Regions from separate parts of the Pan troglodytes genome. Here region 2 is linked to region 1. The links are chromatin contacts, called in public HiChIP or PLAC-seq maps. All regions are on one chromosome and are shown on one strand. Each heading gives the region's core, a stretch centred on a gene start, on an enhancer-like site or on the middle of the called end of the contact. The rest is flanking DNA. Distances are from core to core; before and after follow the strand shown. Region 1 holds the start of LRRC24 (leucine rich repeat containing 24). Region 2 holds the start of ARHGAP39 (Rho GTPase activating protein 39).

Region 1 (7,121 bases), core at 3,952-6,451:
CTTCAGGGAGGCTGGGAGTCCCCAGGCACTCGCGCCTCTTACGTGTTCCCTACCCTGCCACCCAGCCACCCCACTGGGCTGGGCTCGGGCTGGAGGGGGTCATCAAGGTACACATGTGCCTGGAAGTTGAATTTGTGGCTGTTTTTTTTTCTGTCCACGTTGGTCACCCTTATCCTTATCTCTGCTGTCACCCCCAACATGGCCACCGGGCAACAACTGCCATCCAGCCTGTCGCCCCGCCCTTCGCGGGGCAGCCCCGTCGGCACTGCCGGCCAGTCCTTGCTCTTCCCACCTTTCGGAGGCCCAAGATCCTACTGTGGCCGGCCAGGGCCAGCGAGGGACCCCCCCATGCAGAGCTGGAGGTTGGGGTGATGTCTTTTCGGAAGAGCTTCAAGGGAGGTGTTGGGGCCTCCCTGGCCACCTTCCATTGCTACCCCAGGATTCCCGAGTGCAACGTTCCCGGCTCGCGCCCCACACACAGGCTCAGCGCACACTGCGCGGCTTCCACCTTTACTGACGGAGCATGCGTGAGGCCGCACCGGCCAATCTCCGGCGCCCACGTCATCCGCGCGCCCGCGGCCCTAGCAGTGGATCTCGTAGGCGACCGGCGGGGGCACGCGGAGCCCCGGCCCCGCCCCCTCTGCCTGTCCGCAGTCCGCGGGCGCCTCCGCCGGACCCTCGGCGAAGAGCGGCTTGGAGCGGTTGATGACGAACATCTCGTGGCCGCGCTCGTCGCGGAGCTCCTCTAGCTGTGCGAACGTACAGGGGCCGTCCAAGTAGTCGTTGACGAACACCGCGCCCTCCCCCGGAGGCCCCCGCGCCTTTTTTCGCCTGCGGCGCCGGCGACAGATCATGGCGACCAGGAGCAGCGCCGTGAGCGCCAGCAGCGCGATGGCCGCCGCAACGGCCGTCTGCGTGGCCAGGCCCAGGGCGCGGAAGGCCATGCTGCCCGCCTCGGGCCGGGGCTCGCTGCCGGCGGGGCGGGCGGCCGGAGGCGGCGGTTGCGCGGGCTGCTGCGGTTGCTGCCGGGACGCGTTGACCAGGAGCCGGAAGGGCACGCGGGCAGCGCCGCCGGCGTTGGAGGCCTCGCACTCGTACTTACCGGCGTGCGCCAGCGTGATGTTGCTGAGGAAGAGCATGCCGCTGCCCGTGTCGGATGCCGAGTGTCCGCCCAGGCCCAGCAACCCGCCTTCTAGCTGGGCCTGGGCTCGCGGCCGGCCCTCGCGAGGCTGGGGCACCTTTCTCCAGGTCACCAATGGCTGCGGGTAGCCGGAGGCTTGGCAGGCAACCCGCAGGTCCTCACCCAGGTTGGCTGTGAGCTCCAGCGGCTGCACGTGGACAGAGGGCGGAATGCAGATGAGGCTGCTGTGGGATACGTCCAGGAGACTCTGGAGCGCCAGGCGCGGGGGCTCTGCACACATGATCTTCCTGTCCCTGGAGGTGAGCAGCCGCTGGCCGCCCTCCTTGATCCAGGCACCCAGCCAGTGCAGGGCGCAGTCACAGCGCCATGGGTTCTCTGTGGGAGAGCAGCATTAGGCAGGTGGCTTGAGGGTGCTGCTAAAACAGCCTGTGCAGTTAGGGTTTTGCAGGCCAGGACAGAGGCCTCTTTCCCACCTCCCACAGCTTTTTCACACGGAGTCCAAGGCCCCTGCCACCCCTTCCTTGACCCCAAGCTCCTTGGGGCGGCAGGCCCTTCACCCTCGCCCCCCTCCCCTTTAGCTCTGTGATGCCTGCCTGTTACAGATCACTTCTCCGTCGGTCTCTGAGAAAGCACCTGCTCCTTAAGTCTTCCTGCAACAAGTGCCACTGTTTTTAGGAACCTGGGCGTCCACATAGACATCTCACCAGCACTGAAACCTCACAAGTCCTCTCAGCCTTGTCTTTGGATGCCCTCTCTTGGGAATGTCCCCAGTCCTGGTCAGCTGTCTCTCTCCTTTGCAATTTTGTCTGCCTCCCCTCTGACAGCCTAAAAGTGTGCAGAACCCTCAATTCTGTTAAGTCACCCTGTGGAGTTCCTGTCTTCTGTTTTCCCCAGGCAGGGTGCCTGAGCTGTATCCCCCAGCACACCCACTCCCGCAGCCCTCCACTGTGGCTGCAGGTGGTGGTGCAGCCTTCCAGACTGCTGCCCAGTTGCCTGATGTCAGAGCCCCTCCACACATGAGCCTGCTCCCTACTGCCAACACCGTGGCCCAGACAGAGACGCTTTCCGAGGAAGAGGTACCTGTGAGGCGCAGGACTTGCAGACTGGCCAGGGGCTGCAGGGCCTCTCGGCTGATGGTGCCCAGCTGGTTCCTGCTGAGGTCCAGCAGTGCTAGGGAGGACAGCCCCGCTAGAGCCTGGTCCTCCAGCAGCTCAATGCTGTTTTCTTGCAGGTGAAGCTCCTGCAGTCGCTGAAGTAAGGACAGCAGATCGTGAGGAAAAAGGGCGCCGAGGTTGGGGGCATGTCTCTCTTCTTACCAAGCTAGACTGGGTTGCCTTTTCTAACTATTCCAGCCCTACAGGGCGAGGGGCCATAATGGAGTATCCCGCCCCTTTAGACCCCAGGCGCTCACCGGCAGGTGCAAGAAGGTGAAATCCAGCAGCCGCGCCAGCTGGTTGCCCGCCAGGTAGAGCACGCGCAGCTGGGCCAGGCCTACGAAGGCGCCGCTGCGCAAGCCGCGCAGCCGGTTGCTAGTGAGCGCCAGCTCCAGCAGGCGCGGCTGCGCGCGGAAGGCGCCGGCCTCCAGGGCGCGCAGGCTGTTGTTGTGCAGGTAGAGCCGGCGCAGAGCGTCGAGTGGCGCCAGGGCTCCCGGCTCTAGGCGGGCGATGTTGTTGTCCTGCAGGAAGAGTGTCTGCAGGCCGGGGAAAGAGGAGGCGCTTACCCCGCTGCGGGGGTCTTCCTCTCCCTGGGGGCACCCCGTCCTCCCGCAGCTCCACACGGTGCCCACCTGCGTCCCTGGCGGGATTCCCAGCGGGACGACGCGCAACCGCAGGGCGCCACACTCCACCGTGGCGCTGTAGCAGCGGCAGGCTGCTGGGCAGCCGGCGGCGCGGAGCGGCAGTAGTAGCAGCAGCAGCGGCAGCAGTGCGGGGGCCCTCAGGGCCATCTCCCGAGGCCCGGTTCCTCACCGGCCCTTCCGCGGTTCAGCCGCAGACGCGTGCCCTCCTGAAACACAGGTTGGCAGGCCAGTCTCGGCAGTCGAGAGCCAGCCAATAGATGGAATGGAGGCCTGCACCTGCGTCTAACTTTTGACGCTATAAATCGGTTCAAGAAACTAATAAAACGTTCTGGTTTTCTCCTTTGACAAAAACATTTTCTTAAAGCTCTGGGGCATCAGGTTCAAATTTAGAATTCCTGGTGTCCTCAGTTTCTTCACAGGATGTGACCATGTAGGGAGAGCCACCCAACCCTGTCACCTTCTCTTTCTCCACCCATGCCCAGCAGGTCAGGAGCTTCCTGCTCAGGACGTGGATGTGTGTCGCTTGCTGCCCCCGACTCTACCCCCAGGCAAGTGGCTGCTGCTTGGTTCTAGGGTGCAAGAAGCTGGAAGTACAGGGTATGGCTTGAGAACTTTGCTTAGGTGACAAAGCCCGGGGTCCCATTACCCAAGCATGGCTAGGAGGGGGAGAGCAGGCCCTGGGCAGACACGCCTCCTTGTGGGGGCCTGGGCAGAGCTGGCCTCAGAGGAGCTACGAGCCCCAGGGAAGTCAAGGCACAGCTTTGTCTAGCACCTGCTCCTGCTGGCCTAGGGGTGGGACCAGCTTAACTACAATTGGGCCTTTTTCTCAGGTAACCTGTCAGAGAATTGGGGGATGAGAAAAATAATAGGAAATTCGGTTCAGGAGCCATGGGTCTGTGCTTCCCATGCCGGTCCCCAGAAAGGTGTCCTGTCTTTGGGGATAGATGGGGCCCTGGGAAAGCTGGGGTGGGACAGGGGACGCCTTGGGCCACCAACTGGGTTTCTGGTGTGGCTTCCCAAGTGGGCTCTGGGAGCAGCGTGACCTCTGAGATCAGCAAGGAGCAGGGAGTTTGCTGGGGGACCATATGCATGTACTTGTAAAGAAATGGGAAGGCTGGGGTCTGGTTTCAGGAACAAGGAGCCCAGTTTTAAAAGTAGGGATCTGGGCTAAGCCAGCCAGCCCACCCGAAGCCAGGGAAAACAGGGCTGCAGGTGTCCTGTCTCCCAGCCTCATCTGGCCGGCTTCCCCAAACATTTGCCTGTCCATCAGCTCTTCCTCCTTTCGAGTCATGTGGAAAGGGACAGGACCAAGTGGCCTTGGTGTTTGTTTAAATCTTGCCCTAAATTGTAACTCACGTGATTATTTAAAGTCATTAGAAATAAGTAAGCACAGCAATAAAGTTTTAATGGAATAGCTTTGGCCCAGGCAGAGGCAGTTCCCAGATGTCTCAGGATGCGTGTGAACCCCAAGAAGTTGGGGGCGTTATCTGGGCCCTTGGGATCCATTCCCCTGGGTATAAAGTGTTGGTACGTGGCTCCAGGCCTGGCCCAGTCAGCCTCCCCCAGGAAGGCTTCTCAAGTGGAGAAGGTTCTTGGCCTCAGAACTCACGGCACTGCTGCTCACGCTGACCCCCCCACTAGATGCAGATCGGTGTAGAAGGGCCTGCCAGGGCAGGGATGAGGGCCCCAGGCGGAAAGAAGCCCAGAAATCCTTTTACCAGAGGACAACCCCCTAATCCGCTGGGCAGGGGCGGGGTGTCACACGCAGGATTCCGCGACGACTGTCACTGCCTCCTGGGCGCCCCTCTGTGCGGGAGGGGGGAGGGAAGAGGATGGAACGCCCTGTGTCTGCCTCGGGCGCAGTGCGAGGCCCAAGCTGGTCTTTGGGCGGCCCTTGCGCACCTCTGCAGCGCTGCGACCCGGTGCCTGTATCCCCCACGGCCTCCTCTGCTACCCACGAGAGCCAGTTGATTTTCGGCCGGGCTCAGGGAGGGCGTGGCCTCCGCGTTCCCCATCCCCCTCCAGGACCCACGCCCTTCTCGGAGCGCACCAGGGTCAGAGCCGGGATGGTCCCCGATCCCCCAGCGCCCCCACGCCTGGTGACCTTGGGTCGGGCGTCCCCTCACCTGACGCTCCCGCGGCGAGCGGCTCCCCCGCCGTGCAGGTGGCGGCCGGGCCCGAGCAGTCGCCGGGCTGGGAGGGGGCGGGGGACGCTCGCGCACGCGCACCAGAGCCCCGCGCCCGCCGCCAGTGCCTGACGTCTCGAGCGCAGGCCAATCCGGAGGGCGCCGGAGTCGGGTGCGCGGGGGGCGCGCGCCGTGGGGAGCGGGGTGTCCGGGAGGGCCAGGCCGCGGCAGCACCAAGGACAGCGCCGGATGGGAGGGGGGCGGGGCCCAGAGCGCGCAGGCGCACTAGGCTGCCGCGAGCGCGGGTGGCGCGGGCTTTCCGGGGCGTGGAGTCCCGGGGGAGCGGGGCGAGAGGCGCCCGCGGCCTCCCGCCTTTCCCTTGGCCCCGCTCAGGGCGGCCAAGCCGCGAGCAGCAGCGGGGCCAGGTCCATGGTGAGGGCGAGGCGGCGGCCCTGCCAGCGCACGTGCGAGGGCAGCGCAGGCGCGCCGGGCCCGTACTCGAAGCAGGCACTGAGCTCGAAGGCCAGGGCGGAGCGCACCAGGCCCACGCCGCCCGCACGCTCCGGCGCCGGGTGGTACAGGCGCCCGTTGGCGGCCAGGGGCAGCAGGCGCGCCGGCTCGAAGGGCACGGCCAGGGCCTCGCCACCGCCGCAGTAGGAGAGGCGCGGAGGCCCGTGGTCCGCGGTCAGCAGGTGCGTGAAGACCACCGGCCGGTCCTCGCAGCGCAGGAAGTTGCGCTCTCTGCCGCAGGGCGAGAGGAAGGGGAAAGCGGCCTCGTAGCGCCCGCTGCGGTTGGGTCTCAGGCGGGAGAAGAAGGTGACCAGGAACTGCGGGTCTGGGGGATGAAGGGCGCGTGTACTCAGCGCGCTGGGCTCCCAAGGCCTCCGGGCCCAGGACCATACCGAGGGCAGGCGCCGACGGTAAGAGGTTCGCCTGGCCTCACTCAGCGGGGCTCCTGAGCGCAGGACGCCCACTCCTTGGTGCGCTGGGCCCGTCGGCAGAGTCGGGGAGCCCATCAGGGGCTGCCCGGAAGGGAGAAAGAAGGGGCTGGAGAGGGAGGCACAGCATTACCTTTGAAGCAGGTGATGAAATTCTTCATTTTGGAATCATCCAGGAAAAGCTGCAGATAGAGGGCCAGGCCGTGATAAGTCCCAGCGTGCAGGTGGGGGCGGGGAAGCTCAGGAGGTCCTGAAGCTCGGGAGGTCCTGAACCGGCCCGAGCCCACTTTTCCTGCTTGTCTGTGCACACCGCATGCAGGGAGGCGCGTGAAAGGTAAACCTGGGGGCCCTGCCGACTTATCCGCATCTATGCGCACCTCTGCTCCCTGGTCAGCCAATTCTTTACCGCACCTTTTCCCTCTTTTCAAGTTTGTAATCAGTTGTACCACCTCCTCCGCGGAGACTACCTGGCCTGCTGCCTCCCGGACATGCAGCTGCCTTTTGACAGGGCTTCCAAAAAAAGGCGGGGCGGCCCGGGTGTCTCCCTGGCAGCGGCGAGAAGTCAGCGCCGGGGCTGGGGACTTGTAGGACAGAGTCCGGAGCTGCACAACGCAGCAGGGACGCGGCCCATGTAGGAGCCTCGGCCCGGACCGACCCAGCTCCCCGTCTTTCCAGCGCGCTCTCCTCCAGCTCTGAGGAGTCGAGGTTGCCCCGCCCACCCACCGCCTGGAACGTCCCTCCGGCCCCGCCCCTCGAGCAACGGTCCCGCCCACAGAGCCCCGCCCCCCCGCCCCGCCCAGAGACCTCTCCCGGCCCCGCCTCTCGAGCAACGGCCCTGCCCCCGCCCACCTGGCCCTGGTGGTCCACGTAGTAGAAATACTCGCGGGTCCGGGGCTCCGGACTCTGGCCCTGCGTGTAGGAAACGCCCCCATCCCCGCTGCAGGCCCGGGCTCCCCGCGACCGCGCCAAGACCAGGGTCCGGAGCGTCCCGCAAGGCGGCCACATTCTCCTCCCGCGCCGGAAGCGACCAGCAGGTCACGCCGGGGGCGGTGCTGCGCGAACTCGCGCCCGCCCGCAGTAGCCCCGCGCTTCGCGTTCCGGCGGCGCCCGCCTCCGCG
Region 2 (7,041 bases), core at 3,021-5,520, 160 kb after region 1:
GAGACAGGCCAGGCAGGGTAGTCCAGCTCTGCGAGGGAGTCTGTCCAGCTCTGAGAGGGAATCTGCTCCACAGGCTGAACACCAGAGTCTGCTCTTTTGAGCCATGCCTTGTGGTGTCTTTACAGGACACCTGCAAAGCTAACTGTGAGATGGATCGCATAAGGTCTATGACGCAGGACCTTGAGTCAACGAAGAGGCACAGCAGAGGGGCTTTGCTAGTAGAAGTAGGTGTTTCAATATAAGAGCGTATTTCATAGACTTTTTTTCAACAGCACCAAAGAAGCCAGTACAAGCCTACCAGGAGGCTGCATTCTCTGAACTACTGTTGATAAATTGTTCAAGGACATGCCAACTCTCCATGTAGCATGCAGCTTCCACAGCCCATCCCAGCAGAGAGGTAGGAGACAAAGCTGGGATGGGCATTTAAAAATCTATCTTAGGCTATTTGTGTTACCACTATCTAAACATTAAATATTCTCACCTTAAAGGTCACAAATCTCAAAACACTCTACTAAAGGTGGAAGGGTTTTCCCTAATCTTTGTGTCACACAATATAAAGGTGATGAGATGCGATTTTCTAAGGTAAAGCTAAGATACAGAGGGAAGAGGTGACCAGACTTGAGGAGGACCATCTCCTTGAGAAATATGGGGAATCTTTCCACTATGTTCTGAAACAAGTTAAATCTTACTTCTCGGCCGGGCGCGGTGGCTCACGCCTGTAATCCAAGCACTTTGGGAGGCCGAGGCGGGCGGATCATGAGGTCAGGAGATCGAGACCATCCTGGCTAACACGGTGAAACCCCATCTCTACTAAAAATACAAAAAATTAGCCAGGCGCGGTGGCAGGTGCCTGTAGTCCCAGCTACTCGGGAGGCTGAGGCAGGAGAATGGCGTGAACCCAGGAGGCGGAGCTTGCAGTGAGCCGAGATTGCGCCACTGCACTCCAGCCTGGGCAACAGAGCAAGACTCTGTCTCAAAAAAAAAAAAAAAAAAAATTCTTAGTTCTCACAACAGCTTAGCAGGCAGAATGTTACACTGCTGGTGATTCCACCTTCTCACTTTCTGTTATGTCTTCCCTGTCACTTAATGTTTATTTTAATAAATCATCTTTTCTGTTGCAAGGATAATACTGAGAAGTATAACAACAATGGCAGGCTGGGCGCAGTGACTCATGCCTGTAATCCCAATACTTTGGGAAGCCAAGGCAAGTGGATCACTTGAGCTCAGGAGTTTGAGACCAATCTGGGTGACATGGCAAAACACATCTCTACAAACAAAACCGAACAAAAAAATTAGCCAGGTGTGGTGACACACACCTGTAGTCCCAGCTACTTGGGAGGCTAAGGTGGGAGGATGCCTTGAGCCCAGGAGGTCGAGGCTGCAGTGAGCCATGATCGCACCACTGCACTCCAGCCTGGCCAGCAGAGTGAGACCCTGTCTCAAAAACAAGCAAAAACTGGCTGGGCGCGGTGGCTCACACCTGTAATGCCAGCACTTTGGGAGGCCGAGGCGGGCGGATCATGAGGTCAGGAGATCGAGACTATCCTGGCTAACATGGTGAAACCCCGTCTCTACTAAAAATACAAAAAATTAGCCAGGCGTGGTGACAGGAGCCTGTAGTCCCAGCTACTCGGGAGGCTGAGGCAGGAGAATGGCGTGAACCCAGGAGGCAGAGCTTGCAGTGAGCCGAGATTGTGCCACTGCACTGCAGCCTGGGTAACAGAGCGAGACTCTGTCTCAAAAATTAAAAATAAAAATAAAATAAAATAAAATATTCTTTTTTTTTTTTTTTTTTTTTTGAGACAGAGTCTCGCTCTGTCGCCCAGGCTGGAGTGCAGTGACACAATCTCGGCTCACTGCAAGCTCCGCCTCCTGGGTTCAAGCGATTCTGTGTCTCAGCCTCCCAAGTAGCTGGGACTACAGGCATGAGCCACCACACCCAGCTAATTTTTGTATTTTTAGTAGAGACGGGGTTTCACCATGTTGGTTAGGCTGATCTTGAACTCCTGACCTCAAGCGATCTGCTCACCCCAGCTTCCCAAAGTGCTGGCATTACAGGCGTGAGCCACCGCACCTGGCCATTTTTCTCTAAGAACGTCTTAAAACAATCTTATATAATAATTCATCTAAGTATGTGAGGCTTGTCTGTCTTTTACCTTTATAAACATGTGTTCAAATATGACCTCAGCTTTCTTGTGTGAGAAACCAGCGCCACAGACTTCCAGCTTAATGTAAACTTCCAGTTTACATTACGTTGGCAGTGCTGGAGAAACTGAAGACCCACTGACCCAGCACATGCACCCCGGAAGCACCAGATCTTGGCAGTAATAACCATTCCTAACTTTCTAAAACACAGTGTGCCACGAACAAAGTGTTTCACAAGTCTTAATTCACTGAGTCCTCACAGCAACCCTATGAGGCCAATATTATTAGTGTTCCCATTTTACAGATGAGAAGCCAAAGGCACAGAGACCTTGCCGAAGACCACAAAGCCAGTAAACAGAAGAGTCGAGACTCAGAGGCGGGCAGCCTGGCTCCAGAACCCGCCCTCCTGTCCACTCTGCTCCCCTGCCTCTCAGGAAGACAGCTGGCTAGACCAAGTGCAGGGAGCGAGGCGCCACCCCCATTCATTCACTCCAAGCATTTATGGCTACAGAGCCTGCGCCCAGGGCGGTTTATGGAATGAGTCTCCTCGATTTACAGCCACACCTCCTATCAAATCGCCTTTCCCTCCCCCGGCGCGAGAATCGCACCTTGCTCTTTGTGGATCGGGCGCCGCCGACGGAACCACCTGCTGTCTATAGAGGGCACCTAGGACGCAGCGTCCAATTCCCCTCACTGGCTTCAAAAGACAAATCTCCGTATTGTTGTACCAGGACGCACGAGAAGCCTCACCACTGTAGGTTTTTCAGCAGAGGTCACTGGAGGTCTGGTTAAACCCGTACAGCACTGAGGGGGAGGGGGCCCGGCTGCGTTTCCGAAGCTGCGCAGCGCCCACAGCAGCTGCTGGTGGGAAGCGGCTCGGAACACACCCACAGCTGCCAAGGAGCCGGCTGCACGTTTTAAAATAAAAAACGTCCTGGGCCCCAAAATGCACAGCCTGCCTCGCTCGCCGCCCTGGGCACGGAACGCCGCCTCCACCCACAGCACTCCAGCAACTGGGAAGCAACCGAGGGAATTCCAGCTCGGGGGGCAACCGGGAGGGGAAGGCTCCGAGCGCCGGAGCCCCAGCCCGCGCCTGCCGCAGAGGCGAGGCCGCAGAGCCCACCCGCAGGCGGCCATGACCCCACCTGGAGACGCCCATGTCCGCTCCCTGCGCCCCGGGGACAAAGCCCGAGGCTGAACCGCAGCGCACCGCAGCCCTGCACCCGCGCCGCCCTTCAGGACGCGGGCACCAGCCCCGACCGGCGGGCATCCACCTTGTCCCCACTCCGACGGCGCCCGGGAATGCGGCCGGTGCCCCGAGCTCAGGCTGGGCACACGTGCACCCACACCCACCACGGGCGGGGTCCCCTCACACCCCCCTCGGGCAGGGGCACACTCACACCCATCTAGGGCCGGGCACACTCACACCCCCCTCGGGCAGGAGCACACTCACACCCCCCTGGGGCCGGACACACCCACACTCCCCTCGGGCCGGGCACACTCATACCCACCGTGGACAGGGGCACACTCACACTCACTCTGGACAGGGGCACACCCACACCCACATTGGGGCCGGGCACACTCACAACCACCTAGAGCAGGGACACAACTCACCCTGGACAGGGTACAGTCACACCCACTTCGGGCCGGGCACACGCGCACTCACCCACCCTCAGACTCCCAGCCCGGCCCGTCGGCGCGCACCCGGGCCCCGCGCGGCCTTGGCCCCTCGAGCCTCCGCGCCCCCCGCCCGGCCGGGCCCCGCACACCCACGCCCCCTCCCTCCACGGCCCAGTCACAGCCCCTCCCGCCGCTGCAGTCGCCGCGGGCCTGGATTCCTTGCGCTGCCGGGCCTGCAGCCTCCGCCGAGGCTGGGCCAGGACCACGGGGACCGCAGCGCCGGCCCCTCCGCCATCTTCCTGGCCCGCGCCGCCCACCGCCCGTTGCCCGCGCTCTCACCGGCCGGCTGCGCGCGGGCCGCGCCGCCACAGTCCCTCATCCCGGCCCGCGCGACGCGCGTGAGCCGGCCGCCGCTCCCCGGCCTCTCTGCTGCTCCGCCGCTGCTGCCGCGGCAGCCCGTGCTGTCGGCGTCCTCCGCCGCCGCCGCCGCCGCCGGCCCAGTGCGCGGCGGCCGCGCGTCCTCCCGTCACCAAGCGCAACCCCCCGCCTCCGGCTCCGCCCCCGCGGCGGTCACCACCCGCCGCCAGGGGGCACTGCCTCGCGAGGCCGCATCACGCATGCGCTGGCGCGCGGCATGCCGGGAGCCGGAGTCCCGCGGAGGGCGCGCGCGGCATGCTGGGAGCCGCCTGGCCCCGCCCCTTCGCCGCGCCAGAGGCCTCCCGCGGGGACCTACCCTGTGAGTTAGCGGTGTCTTTCCGTCTCTTTTGGTGCAGAGCAGTTACCATCTGACACGTCTCGGTGTGGTTTGGTGTAATTTTGCCGTCTCAAACCACGTTGGGCTTCCCGAGTCTGAGATTTCACTTTTCTTCGACTCTAGAAATACAGCCATTCTTCTCAAAACGTGGGCTGCCCTGTTCCTCAGTCCTTCTTGTGGCGGGCTCGTGTCTTTTCACCTCCTGTTATTCTCACCTTTTTAGTCCTGTCACTTTTACTCGGTCATTCACTCAGCTGCAGCTCGACTAGTGCTCCGTTCGGCGTTTTCTAATCTGCATTCAGTCTGGTTTTCTAGATTCTCTTAGTGCCAGGTGCGTTTCTGGAAATTAAATCTGACTGGCATTTCTGGAGAAACGGAGGCTAAACAGCCTGAAGCTTCGATAGTAGAAGACAGGGGCGCACACCCTTCAGTCCTGGACATTCCCTGGGTCCTCAACCGTGAGAAGCCGCAAAGGGCTGAAAGGCCCCCGTCAAAAGTCATCCGTGGAGCTCCACCTCCTGCCCTGCAGCTCACTCGCCTTGCAGGGACTCTCCCGCCTCAGGAGATCTCCCGTCGGGCTGTCTCGCCGCCCGCCGTCACACTTCACTCTTCACTCTTATACACAGTGCTTTTTCGCCTCCCGCTCCCTCTCCACTGTATTCACTTAGAAAACCCAACTGGGCGAGCCCAACCCTTCTCCTCCATGACTACTGAAGAAAATCACACATCCAGGCTGACTGCCTTCGCCTTAAACTTGTGACAACACACTGGCGGCGAGCACCTCCCACCCCCGTGACCACACACTGGCGGTGAGCACTTCCCACCCCTGTGACCACACACTGGCGGTGAGCACTTCCCACCCCGTGACCACACATTTACAGTGAGCACTTCCCACCCCCGTGACCACACACTGGCGGTGAGCACTTCCCACCCCCGTGACCACACACTGGCGGTGAGCACTTCCCACCCCCGTGACCACACACTGGCGGTGAGCACTTCCCACCCCCGTGACCACACACTGGCGGTGAGCACTTCCCACCCCCGTGACCACACACTGGCGGTGAGCACTTCCCACCCCCGTGACCACACACTGGCGGTGAGCACTTCCCACCCCCGTGACCACACACTGGCGGTGAGCACTTCCCACCCCCGTGACCACACACTGGCGGTGAGCACTTCCCACCCCCGTGACCACACACTGGCGGTGAGCACTTCCCACCCCCGTGACCACACACTGGCGGTGAGCACTTCCCACCCCCGTGACCACACACTGGCGGTGAGCACTTCCCACCCCCGTGACCACACACTGGCGGCGAGCACCTCCCACCCCCGTGACCACACAGTGGCGGCGAGCACCTCCCACCCCCGTGACCACACACTGGCGGCGAGCACCTCCCACCCCCGTGACCACACACTGGCGGCGAGCACCTCCCACCCCCGTGACCACACACTGGCGGCGAGCACCTCCCACCCCCGTGACCACACACTGGCGGCGAGCACCTCCCACCCCCGTGACCACACACTGGCGGCGAGCACCTCCCAACCCCGTGACCACACACTGGCGGCGAGCACTTCCCACCCCGTGACCACACATTTACGGTGAGCACTTCCCACCCCCGTGACCACACACTGGCGGTGAGCACTTCCCACCCCCGTGACCACACACTGGCGGTGAGCACTTCCCACCCCCGTGACCACACACTGGCGGTGAGCACTTCCCACCCCCGTGACCACACATTTACAGTGAGCATTTCCCACCCTGGTGACCACACACTTAACTAATTAAAAATATAGAAAATATTTATAGAGGACATTTAACTCTTTTTTTTTTTTTTTTTTTTGAGATGGAGTCTTGCTGTGTCACCTAGGCTGGAGTACAGTGGCGCCATCTTGGCTCATTGCAACCTCTGCCTTCTGGGTTCAAGCAATTCTCCTGCCTCAACCTCTTGAGTAGTTGGGATTACAGGTGCCCACCACAACTCCTGGCTAATTTTTTGTATTTTTAGTAGAAATAGGGTTTCACCGAGTTGGCCAGGCTCCTCTCAAACTCCTGACCTCAAGTGATTCACCCACCTCAGCCTCCCAAAGTGTTGGGATTACAGGCGTGAGCTACCACACCTGGCCAAGGACACTTAACTCTTTAAGGACTTAAAAAGAAAATCTAAAGTCCCCACTAATGGAGGGGGACCTGTGTGGTGGCTCACAGCTGTAATCCCATTGCTTTTCCAGGCTAAGGTGGAGGAACGCTTGAGATCAGGAATTCGAGACCAGCCTGGGCTGCATAAGGCAACCCCGTGTCTACAAAAAGAAATTTTAAATTAGCCAGGCGTAGTCAAGAGGCTGAGGTGTGAGGATCACTTGAGCCTGGGCAGGTCGAGGCTGTGGTGAGCTGTGATCACACCACTGCACTCCAGCCTGGGCAACAGAGCGAGACCCTGTCTCAGAAAGTAAAACAATAATAAATAAATGGAGGAACATAGCACGCTCGTGGACCAGGTGGTATAACATAGTAAAGATGTCGA

Evidence for each region. HiChIP or PLAC-seq counts read pairs in DNA pulled down with a chosen protein or histone mark.
Region 2: a contact with region 1 is called in an H3K4me3 HiChIP or PLAC-seq map of stem cell-derived excitatory neurons, with 4 times the contacts expected there. The contact joins the promoter of ARHGAP39 here to the promoter of LRRC24 in region 1. A contact is called at or near these places in 1 of 7 Hi-C or Micro-C datasets (stem cell-derived neural progenitor cells) and 1 of 1 datasets of contacts at active chromatin or transcription factors (stem cell-derived excitatory neurons).

What each region holds. Positions count from the first base shown.
Region 1 is chr7:154,892,834-154,899,954 of NHGRI_mPanTro3-v2.0_pri, forward strand. It overlaps LRRC24 (leucine rich repeat containing 24), which reads right to left and starts at 5,202. Exons shown (of 5, transcript XM_063817499.1): 1 at 5,066-5,202; 2 at 2,928-3,145; 3 at 2,553-2,831; 4 at 2,222-2,390; 5 at 123-1,516. The coding sequence starts at 3,086. The coding sequence ends at 582. It overlaps C8H8orf82 (chromosome 8 C8orf82 homolog), which reads right to left and starts at 7,040. Exons shown (of 3, transcript NM_001246478.1): 1 at 6,853-7,040; 2 at 6,137-6,185; 3 at 4,324-5,900. The coding sequence starts at 7,008. The coding sequence ends at 5,455. It overlaps LRRC14 (leucine rich repeat containing 14), which reads left to right. Exons shown (of 3, transcript XM_016960162.3): 3 at 1-131.
Region 2 is chr7:155,050,062-155,057,102 of NHGRI_mPanTro3-v2.0_pri, forward strand. It overlaps ARHGAP39 (Rho GTPase activating protein 39), which reads right to left and starts at 4,271. Exons shown (of 11, transcript XM_024345394.3): 1 at 4,105-4,271.